Regions from separate parts of the Sus scrofa genome. Here region 2 is linked to region 1. A link is a contact called in public HiChIP or PLAC-seq data. All regions are on one chromosome and are shown on one strand. Each heading gives the region's core, a stretch centred on a gene start, on an enhancer-like site or on the middle of the called end of the contact. The rest is flanking DNA. Distances are from core to core; before and after follow the strand shown. Region 1 has its middle 100 kb from the start of AKR1E2. Region 2 has its middle 17 kb from the start of KLF6.

Region 1 (5,392 bases), core at 1,004-3,503:
CCCCTGCCTTCCCCCTTCCAATGCTGCTTCGTTTTCCTCCCCTGCACTTGTTGAGCCCTGATTGCACGTCCTATATCAGGTGTTTGTGTAGTTATCCCTCCTTCACGCCCTCTCCCTCCCACACGTATGAAGCCTTTGGGGTCAGACACTCTGTGTTTCCAGCCATCTTTCTGCAGCACCTGCACATTGCTTGGCACGTCCTGGGCTCAAGAAAACATCTGAGGAATGCGCCAACTATAGGCAAGTAGGAATCTCCAAACATCCCCTGTGTGGTGTGAACTTCTCCAAAGCATTTACTTATTTATTGCCTTGTTGGGGGAGGGGGCGCATCCACAGCATATGGACATTCCCAGGCTAGGGGTCCAGTTGGAGCTGCAGCTGCCAGCCTACACCACAGCCACAGCAACTCGGGATCTGAGCTGCATCTGTGACCCACCCCACAGCTCACGGCAGTGCTGGACCCTTAACCCACTGAGCAAGGCCAGGGAGTGAACCCGAGTCCTCCTGGATACTGGCTGGATTCATTTCTGCCGAGCCACAGTGGGAACTCCTCTCCAAAGCATTCAAATGCTCACGATCAGGAAGAGAAGGACATGAGGCTTCAGTCATGCGCTTTTCTTGTGGTGAGATACGTAATTGCCATCTGTGGTAAGAGCTGCAAATCCAGCCCTTGGAGAACTTGAGCTGGTTTATTCCGTGTGTGTGTGCTGTTCTTAGCTGTGCTATGTTGAATTCAACCCTGAATCTGACCACTGAGTCGTATTCCTAACACAGTGTTTCGTTGTTGGGCTTAAGTCTGTGAAGATTACTTTTAAATGGGATCAATCCACAATTTATGTCAAAATATCTTTTTAAATACTAAAATTTCCCCTGCTCTTCAGGACTTTTTTTTTCCCTCATAATTTCTAAGGAAATGCTTTGTCATTTTTAGTGCTTCCCTCTAGTTGTCTCAACACTCTTCCAATGAAAAAAAAAAAATCACTGGGTAGCGATTTCTGTGGAATATTTCTCAGCACACTATAAATAGTCACAGCTGGCTCTCTTTTGTTTTCCTACATTTTTAATGGAAATGTAAAAATTTCCTGCTCTTTTGTTTTCCTACATTTTAATGGAAATGCAAAAAAAAAAAAAAAATCTGGTACATCCAGTACATCTTGAGATGTTATTGCGTACGTGAAACCATAAAATGTCTTCATGGAATGCCAGGAAATCCTAAAATTAAAACTATATTATTGTATTCATTCCCTCACTCAACAAATATTTATCGTATCTCTGACATGAGTCATGAGCTATGCTAAGTGCTGCTCCTTAAAGATGGTTGAGATGCAATCCTATTATAAAGCCGACCATTGTCTGAGGGAGGGTGGGACGCTCTTTCCCAGTTTTCCTCTTTCCTGTACTGATGCAGGCAGAACAGGTTCTGAGACACAGCCGTCTCTGTCTGCCTCCCTTTCTCTTCCTGAGAACCCCTCAACCAAGAGATTACTTCCTGGAGCTGCCTCACTGTGACTCTAGGCTTTGTCTTTCCCCTGCCCCGCTGTGTATGGACCTGCACTTTTTCACCGTCCTCCTTTCAGCTGTCTGTTAAGGTCACAAAGCCACCCAGGAGCTCTTTCATGCGGTACTGGTCGAGGACGATGGTGTGGGCCACCCGTGGGTCTGACCATCATTACTGCGGGGCTGTGCTGAGCCCCAGGGGGCACATTTTTAGGGACGGATAATTGGGCGCTTCTGGAAGACCGTGAAATAAATAATTTCAGATGAGGGGACCCCCTCCTAAACACAGTGTATCCCTTGGCTCCATGGTGGTAGTCTCTCTTTACGAACCAAAAAGGTATTTTCTCATTGAAAACCCGAGATAAGTGAAGGGTATTGTGTTCCTAACAGTTATTCTTAAAGATGCTATAAGAAAACCATCCATATCTTATCTGCAAAGGTGTCTTCTCTTCTCTTCCAAGCATCGTATAAAGTCTCTCTTCAATTTGCAAAAGGGAGAAAGATTATGAGACTGAAGTGCAATAATATTAAACAAAAATATAAGAATACATAAGTGGTTTCTCTGCCAAGGCCAAATCCACATGGGATAAATAAGAGATTAAAGCTTTCAAAAAGCATCCTCATGGCTTCTTATTGTCAAAAAGGGAGCAGAATGGGAAGCTGACGCCACAGGTGGGTGCGTAGCCTGGCTATTACTCTGAGCAGAATGTTCGGGCAAGCGGGGGGCGGTGGGGAGTCCCCGCAGAGCTTCCTCTTCGCCAGTCTCCAGCAGAGACTGAACTGCATTCCTCTCCCTCAGTTATGCCTCAGGAAGGGATAGCCCACACGGATGGAAGCAGCCCTCCATGCCTCAGTGTGAATTGAAGAGCTGCTTAGGTTTTAACAAAAGGAAGACTAAGTGTGAGAACCCAGGCTACAGGAGGGAAGGGTATCCCGCATTATGAAGGATCTAAGAATAGAAGGATAAAGAACTCTCAAGACAAAACACTCAGAGAAGTTGCTTCAGACGCATCGAGGGCGAGGGCGTCTGAACAACAACTCAAGGGATTTATTGCTTGGTGAATGTCGCAATTCTGAGGACTTACTCAGATGGAAGCTGAGATGTCCCACATTTATAGCTCGTATTGCCTTTCAGTGTGATGAAAGCGTTCCCCTTGTGTTGCCAAGATATTCATGCTTAAGTTCAAAACGGGCGGATGTCCATCAAGCCTTTGAAGTACGTTGGCCAAATGATTACGACTAGCTTAACACAGATGATGTACATTTTAGCATGTATTATTCAGCTGAAATGATTTTTAATCCCCATGCGTTCTGATGATGATCTGATAAAAGTTTAATGGTGCATTAGCATAGATGGGTTAGTTATTCCTACAAATATCAAAGCAAGCCTGGGTGGAACAAGTCTGTCCATTGTCTTTTGGGAACTTAGAAACTTTTCCATTGCTTGTGCTATTATTTCTGTGTTGTGGTGGTTATCCGAGAGAAGCCGTTTTTATTGGAATGTATTATTTGTGTTTGTTGTTGGCTTTAAAAATACTTTGCTTATTCACATAGGGTACAGACAGCTAAATGTTTGCGTGTTGAACTGTAATTAGTCACTAACTGTTCTAATAAGGCTTGACTGCCCATATTTAAGTGTCCTTTCACTCGTCATTGTTTCAGTGAATGTAACACAAACAATGCTTTATACACAGAGGTTTCTTGCATGAATCAGTTCCCTTCTTGACTGTTTTCATGTTCCTCCTTCCCTAAAGGAAATGTTTCCCAATAGCTTTCTGAAATCTTTATTGCCATCGTGATCTAAATAACTCAAGCAATGAAATTAATCCCTAAACACTGACATTGAGCAAGTCTAACTAACTCGCAGCAACTGTTTCCCATGACCTGCCCTGTGGTGGACATGGGCTCATGGTGATTGTCAGCCTGGCTGGCACAAGGGGAAACCGCGGCTCATCCGGCAACCGTTTGGGTTTGTGGTGGTTGTTCTTGGGAGAGTGTCTGCAAGTGCTCATGACAACAGATTTTCAATAATATGTGTAGCGCACTATGTGAAGGCCGTGTGGAGGGGTCAAGATGTGTAAGAGGAACAGGTATTGCGTTTTAGACTTTATTCTTCTTCCCCTACACTAGCCAAGGTGGTTTGGGGGCATTTTATTTTACCAGGTAAAATTAGAAGCACTTGCCAGCTTGCTCATCAGACATATCCTCAGGATCAACGTGTCAGATCTAAAAAATAAAAATGAAAGGTGAGACATCATCGATTAAACTGATGTTTATTTTCAAAAATTAACCCATCATTTAAAAAGTGGTGAGACAGATATTTTTGGCCCGGAACAGCCATATAACCATGTTTTTCCATTCCTTTTTGTGCTCTTAATACTCTTAGTAACCTTATCTCTAAAACAGAATGTGTTGATTTTTTTAAAATTCTGGACATGAAATGCAGAAATAGCACATATATTTATCTCTGTACTTCTGCCAAACTTCCATATCCACTGGGATATTTTCCACCTTATCACGCTGTTAGTTTTACATGCATATTTTTATCACGCTTCTTGAGAGAAGGGTCAGTGTTGGATCAGCTGGAATCCTTCTATCACAAAGAGCATAGCATATAGTCAATAAGTACTAAACCTATCAGCAGATATATTCAGGGCATTTTTCTTTAATAAAACCTATGTACTTGGCTCTGAATAAATTAATGGATATAAAAGTCAGATTGGAAGCTTAATAATGACAATCTTTTTGTGTGTGTGTGTGTGTGTGTGTGTGTCTTTTTTGGGCTGTACCTGTGGCATGTGGAAGTTCCCAGGCTAGGGGCTGAATCGGAGCTGCAGCTGCAGGCCTACACCACAGCCACAGCAATGTGGGATCTGAGCTGCAACTGCCACCTATACCACAGCTCATGGCAACACTGGAGCCTTAACGCACTGATTGAGGCCAGGGATCGAACCCGTGTCCTCATGGATACCAGTCGGGTTTGTTACCACTGAGCCGCTATGGGAACTCCTTAATAACGACCATCGTCAATCTTGCCACTGAGTCCATCAGATGATGTAAACTATGACAGGTCCCGAGATCCCAACTCAGAAACTCTCGTCCTTGGAGACTGATTCTCTCTGGAAAAACAGTGTCTTCATTACCCACGTGAATTACTTAGAGGCAAAATCCAAGCCACCAGAGACAAACGGAATTACTCCTCTGTTAACTGTGACGTGGTCACCACGCACATTCTGATATCTTTTTAAAAATTAATTCTAGTAACCTATAAGCCTTTCAGCAGAGAGGATTACATTTCTAAAAGAAAACCATATAAAACATAAGAGTTTTGAAATGGTTAACAGCACATAATCAGCTCTCTTTAAAAAAAATCAGTCTTGAAAAGAAAAGAAACTCCTAAATGTTTTAATTCAGATATTTTAGGGGAGAAAAGTTTCCATAAATTAACTGAAAATCCACAGAAGATTTTGTGATGCCTTCACCTCGGTGTAAAAACATCTGGGAGAACCAACGTAGCTATTTCTTCTTTTTCAAAGGAATGGTCTCTTGCTACAGGTAAATGAAAGAGCCTTGTAAATGATTTTATTTAAGCCTCTAGCATACCCTGAAGGTAAAATTAGCGATGGGCTTTGAAGTAAGAAGCCGGTGTGGTAACAGCTTGGGTACAGGGCTAAGGGGAGCTGGGAGGGGGAGACGTGCGCAGTAGTTAAGGCTTAGTGAGCGGTTGGGTACAGGGCTAAGGGGAGCCGGGAGGGGGGAGACGGGCACAGTAGTTAAGGCTTAGTGAGCAGAGGTTTTCTGACAGTCACAGTCCTCAGGACCAGGATGCAGTAACCAGTGTTATCCTTCCCACGATCGCGGTGGAAAGGGGTTCTTATTAGCCTCAACTTACAGA
Region 2 (5,392 bases), core at 2,020-4,519, 680 kb after region 1:
CCCTGGTGACTCATCGGAGGAAGGATCCAGCCTTGTCCCTGCTGTGGCTCAGGTCGCTACTGTCGTGTGGGTTTGACCCCTGGCCCAGGAACTTCTGCATGCCATGGGCAAGGCCAAAAAAATTTTAGGTCAATAAATAAACAAAATTAATTAATGCCCACAAGTATATTTATCGTAAAGCCCAGCAATATCCGTGTTTAAGGAATCTGAGGTCACACACACTACGAGTAGAGTCCCAACCATGACAGAATTTCAGAGAGGGGTGGCTTTCTCACATTACAACCCAGCCCCACACGAATTCTGTTCAGCCCTCCCAAAGCACCGTATTATCCCGGAGGAGAATTATTGCAGGAATGAGAAGGGTTACTATGGTGATGGGGGGGGGCTGTGTCAATAAAACAAACCCAAGCCACCGATGTAGAGGAGGATGGCATTTGAAATGTCCTGATAACCATCTGCACGATGCCAGGTGACCAGCACAGGGAAGGGGCCCGTTTGCCAGCACAACCAGGAGCCAGCAGGTCATGTGTACTTTGGGATCCCAGGGGATCTGCAATTGCCACTCACTCAAAAACGCCCAGTACATATTTGCCGATGAGTCTGTGTGATAGATTTTTTCTTTTGACTCCAGGTGGGAAGAATGGCTGCATCCGTGCGGGACTCTCCTAATCACCGGTGTCATGAATACAGGACCCCTACTTTCGAAAGTATATGCTACATACCAGCTAAGAAGGTCCCAATTATTTGCCTTTGGGACTTGAATTTCAGAAATGATGATTTCTCCGTCTAGAAGAAGAACTCAAGTATTACACCTGTGACTACTGTATATTGGAAAGTCGCTTTGGGAGGGGGTCTTGGAAGTTCTCATCACACGAAAACAAAATCTGTCATGGTGGATGCTGACGGATGATAACCGGACTTAGTTGTGGCTCTCACGTTGCAGTATACACACGGATCAGCTCATTACACTGCACCTCTGAAGCCAGTACAGAGCGGAATGTTATAGGTCCATTGTATCTCAGTTTTTTTTTTAACTTTAAGAAAATAAATTGGGGGGAAACTCCAATTCTCAGGACATTTTTTTTCCACTTCTGCCTCTTTGTAGAATCGAAGAATACAAGGAAAATCTCTTTTTTTAAGCAGAGGTTTTTGTTCAGTAAGTTGTACATTTTACCAGGACAGATTCCACGAGCCACGGAGCACGCCCCCATCTGGCCTATTCCAAGCGGGAGACGCGGTTCAAGGAGAACCCGGGTGGGGGCCTGAGGAAGGTGCCTTGTCTTCAGCGGGGATGCCCTCCGGGCAGCCACTGTCCACACAGCTGGGAAAAGTGTCGGCAGAGAGGAGTTAAGGGAAGAACCCTCCGGGGAGACGCGTTTGGGTGGCAGAGAAGCTGCAGGCTGGATGGCCTAGGGCACCTCTCCCGACCCACCCACGGTGGAGGAGGAGGGCTGGACGCGGACACCGGTTGGAGGTTAAAGTCCTCAAAATATCTCGGAACCTCCTGAGGCTCTCAGCACTGCGGCCCCAGAGGCATCTCCAGGGGGGCAAGGGGCTGATCTTCAAAGGGAAAGGTTGCTGGGCTGAGTTAGGAGGACGCTCCTACCTAAACAAAGGTCCCCTCTCTCCTCCACACGGTGTCTCCAGATAGGTGATTTTTAACATTTTGACAAAACTGATGGCAAAGAGATAAGAGCAGGGTGCTGAAATCTGCTGCTAAAGTCCCATAACCGACCTCTGCCTGCAAGGAGCCCGCAGCACCTCCCCAGGACAACAGCCCAGCTCGCTGTGCCTCCCGCGGCCTTCCCACCGCAGCCCCACCCTGAGGTTGGCCGCCTGGAGGCTGAGCCTAAGCACAGGAGCCCTGCAGAGAGATGGGTTTTATGTCTTTAAAAGGTTAATAATAATAATAATAATAATAATAACTCTCACGCGTAGCCGTTCTTTAAGAGTTTACCCAGAGTGGAGTGTGCCTCTACGGCTCTGGACACCAGGAGTTTCTTACTAAGAGTTTCAGTGCCCAGTCAAGAGGGCACTTATCGAGCTTCTCCCCTGGGCTGCTGTTCCGCAGTGGCATGCTCTTTGGAAATCGATGCGTCCGTCCAGGTGATTATTAAATATGGGGGACCCCTGCAAGGTCCTTCCAAATACCAAGAGAGGAACCCCTTCTGGACTCTGACCTGATGCTGACCTGGCTGTCACGGGGATCAGCGGGCGAGAGTCTAGATGATGAAATCAACGGAGGGCCTGCCAGGAAGTGCCCTCTCTCAGAACTCCTTTGCCATGCCCACCCCGATGCCCAGGCAGGCAGCTTGAGGTCTGACAGAAACCGAAAGACACTTAGTAATAAGGACGGGCGAATCCATATCGAAACAAGCCATTTTCCTTACATTGCTTGACACATTTGTGTTTACACTGAAAAAGCAAAAACCCCGTTCCATTAGTGGGAATTTAATTTTACTCTTTGAGCAAGTAAGTTATGTAACTAGCTAAAAGGAATGCAAAAGCAATTTGCAAACATGAAATTGCTTTAAGGAGTAAATGTACGATGATGCTATTAAGATTATCATCAAAATTCAATTAAATGTTCACTAGTTTTTAGTTATGAGAAAGAGAACATACACAGAAGTGAAACGCTAGCCAACCATTTAATAATAATTAATGGAAGCAACGTTTCCTGATTCTGCCCTGAAAGTTAGTGAAGCATTTCAAATACATTTTATAAAAACAAATTTAAAAACTACCTGGAGTTTCACTCCGCACGCCTTGGGAATTTGAACACTTTCACAGATGAAAGTTTAAGAATTTTTCTGTTTTGTGCAAAAAGTTTTCCTTTTATTTTTTTTTTCTGCTTCCTGTTGAAATGGTTACTTTCACCCATATATGGCTCCAAAGCGCACAAGCCATTGCAGAGTGCCTGTTGAAATTACTCACTCTTGGCCTAGAGCTAATTTTGGATTTCATTCCTCACAACATCTTCCGGGAAAGCGGTGAGCGAAAATAGGGTCACAGCGCACACGTAACTGCCGGCGGCATTCTTGAACGGAACCGTGCATGTTTTTGTATTTTGTTTACTTGGCCTTCGGAACATCTGTTTATAAAAAGTTGCCCCTGACTACTGGGAAACACGCTTTTCAGCGTGTGTGTGTGTGTGTGTGTGTGTGTGTGTGTGTGTGTGTGTGCGCGCCCGTTGGAGGACTTTGAACGCACTTGCTGATTGCAAAGCAAGGCAATAGCTTTGTGGTGACATCAGCTTCCACTCCCTTGTACCGGGAACTCACTGTCCTCAGAACTGAAAGTCGGGAGTGGGTGCCGAAGGTTGTTCGCCTGTGAGTGTGTTTCCTGCCGGGCCGGCTGACCACGCCTGGGAAGCTCACAGCCTGCAGCGTGCAACAAAGCTGCTGGTTCTTACAGGCCCGGCGTGAAGACTAGTTCCTCGGGTATCCCCGGAGCACGGCCACGGCCACGTAGAATCACCCCGGCAGCCAGCCTGCCCCAGCCTCCCCGGCTGCCAGCTCGTCTGGCCCTCAGAACAAGCCCAAAGGAGCCCCTCAAAACGCTCTGCCCCTTGTGACACGAAGGGAAGTTTTACCATGTGCTGCCGAGTGTGTGTTCCACACCCGCAGCCAAAGCTCTCCCTGCCAGCCCCTCCACGACGGGACAGGCACATCTGCTAATGTGCTTAGGGACACACAGAGCCATGCACTTCCTTCAGTGCGTCTGGGAGGGGCTCTACCCGGGGTTCCAAGAACCATTTCATTCCGAGCATAGAGGAGTGGATGGGACACACACACACACACACTCACACGCGAATGTTCTTCCTGACCCCCGTCTTCCCCCAGTAATTCGTGTCACTACATGAATCTCATTTCCTCAATGTCACATAGAAAAACAAATTAAAATGTTGTAAGACGTCTCTTTTTGCCCAAAAAGATTGAAAATCAGTTCTGAAGGGGAAACCGTGTTTTTAAGCTCTAGTGTGTTTGTTCTGTTTTTTTCTTCTGAAGGTGACTGTCACTGGGTCAACTTGGACCCAGACCGTGGACAAGCCCCGGCCGTGACGGGGGCTGCCCTTTCGGAGCCAGGAAGCACCAAGTAGATGATGACGAGGAAGACCGGGCCCCCAAGTAGCATCAGTGTGGACAACCACCGCAACAGACACAGAGGCTCGTTGTTTGCCAAGATGCCCAGTTCTGGCTTGTCTGTCTGGCGGGGCCCGGGGGGGCTCAGGGTCCAGAGGCGAGCAACGTGACTGCATACCGTTCAGAACCCCAAATCTGAAACACTAGCAATAGCCCCTGGATGGGGCTACTCTTATTTCTTGTTTCCGCTGTTTGTTTTTCCTTTGGGGGTGATTTTTTTAGGGCTGCACCCTGGCATATGGACGTTCCAGGCTAGGGATCAAATCGGAGCTGAAGCTGCTGGCCTACGCCACAGCCATAGCAATAACCAGACCCTTAGCCCACTGAGCAAGGCCAGGGGTCGAACCCACATCCTCATGGACACTTGTTGTGTTCCTGACCTGCTGAGCCATGACGGGAACTCCTGGTGCTACTCTTAACAGATGGGCAGAACCACCCCTCTGAGGAGCTCTCCTGGGAGACAGAATGAGCCGTTTTCCCAGGGGTGTCAGGAGCTGGCGGGAGGCACCCTCGGTCTGCAGACCGGGAGAATCTATGAAATGAGTCTGAGCATCCCCAGGCCACAGATGAGGGAACCGAGACCACAGCAAGGCTGGCTCGTGGTCTCACATTGGGAAGCTCTTTTGACCAAACCATGGGTCCCCGGGTGCGCTGGGAGGGAGGGAAACCTCAGACACCCTTCACTGAAGACGGCCGTACAGGCGCCACAGCCACAGACGTGACAGTCATCAACCCGCAGCTCATGAGCCTCAGGGCGCTGCAGACACGCAGAGGAGAAGTGCTGTGGGACCAGGGATGGGGGGCACGAAGCCATCGGGGGAGGAAGGATGCTCCTGGGAAGGGAAGTCTGAGCAAAGCCAGGGTCATGGGAGATAAGACAGCAGAGAAGATGCGGATCCACCGCTCTTTACGGCTTTCTAGGCCTGGAAGTCGAGGGGTGAGCAGCAGCGCTAACCTAACCGCAGGGGCTGGGGCATTGGAAAGCTTGCAGCTTAGACTCCCAGCTAAGCGGTTCAGCCTGGAGGGATTTTGAGACTGTAGGATAGGAAATGAGAGTGCCATGTAGACCCCTGTCCCTCCACGGTCCCTTGACGCTGCCCAGAGGGAACAGGCCGGGAGAGGGCCTGGAGGCAGCAGGCACGGCCAGAAACCACTGGATGAGCTGACTGTTGCTTTAATTTGAGCCAAAGAAGGACACAACTGCCCCAGTTCTAGGCCAGCCCACAGCTCTCAGTGAGATTAGGCAATTC

The links. HiChIP or PLAC-seq counts read pairs in DNA pulled down with a chosen protein or histone mark.
Region 2: an H3K27ac HiChIP or PLAC-seq map of alveolar macrophages shows a contact between it and region 1. The contact joins two enhancer-like sites. A contact is called at or near these places in 1 of 5 promoter capture datasets (liver), 2 of 47 Hi-C or Micro-C datasets (embryonic fibroblasts and retroperitoneal adipose tissue) and 2 of 2 datasets of contacts at active chromatin or transcription factors (alveolar macrophages and skeletal muscle).

What each region holds. Positions count from the first base shown.
Region 1 is chr10:65,794,873-65,800,264 of Sscrofa11.1, forward strand. No RefSeq gene overlaps it. Among named protein-coding and RNA genes, the nearest start is that of AKR1E2, 100 kb to the left of the region's middle. Within about 2 kb of position 2,254, at least 14 of the 83 cell types and tissues checked have an H3K27ac peak or open chromatin away from gene starts, as enhancers often do. A contact at or near this core is called in alveolar macrophages and retroperitoneal adipose tissue, where this site is marked.
Region 2 is chr10:66,468,977-66,474,368 of Sscrofa11.1, forward strand. No RefSeq gene overlaps it. Among named protein-coding and RNA genes, the nearest start is that of KLF6, 17 kb to the right of the region's middle. Within about 2 kb of position 3,270, at least 53 of the 83 cell types and tissues checked have an H3K27ac peak or open chromatin away from gene starts, as enhancers often do. A contact at or near this core is called in alveolar macrophages and retroperitoneal adipose tissue, where this site is marked.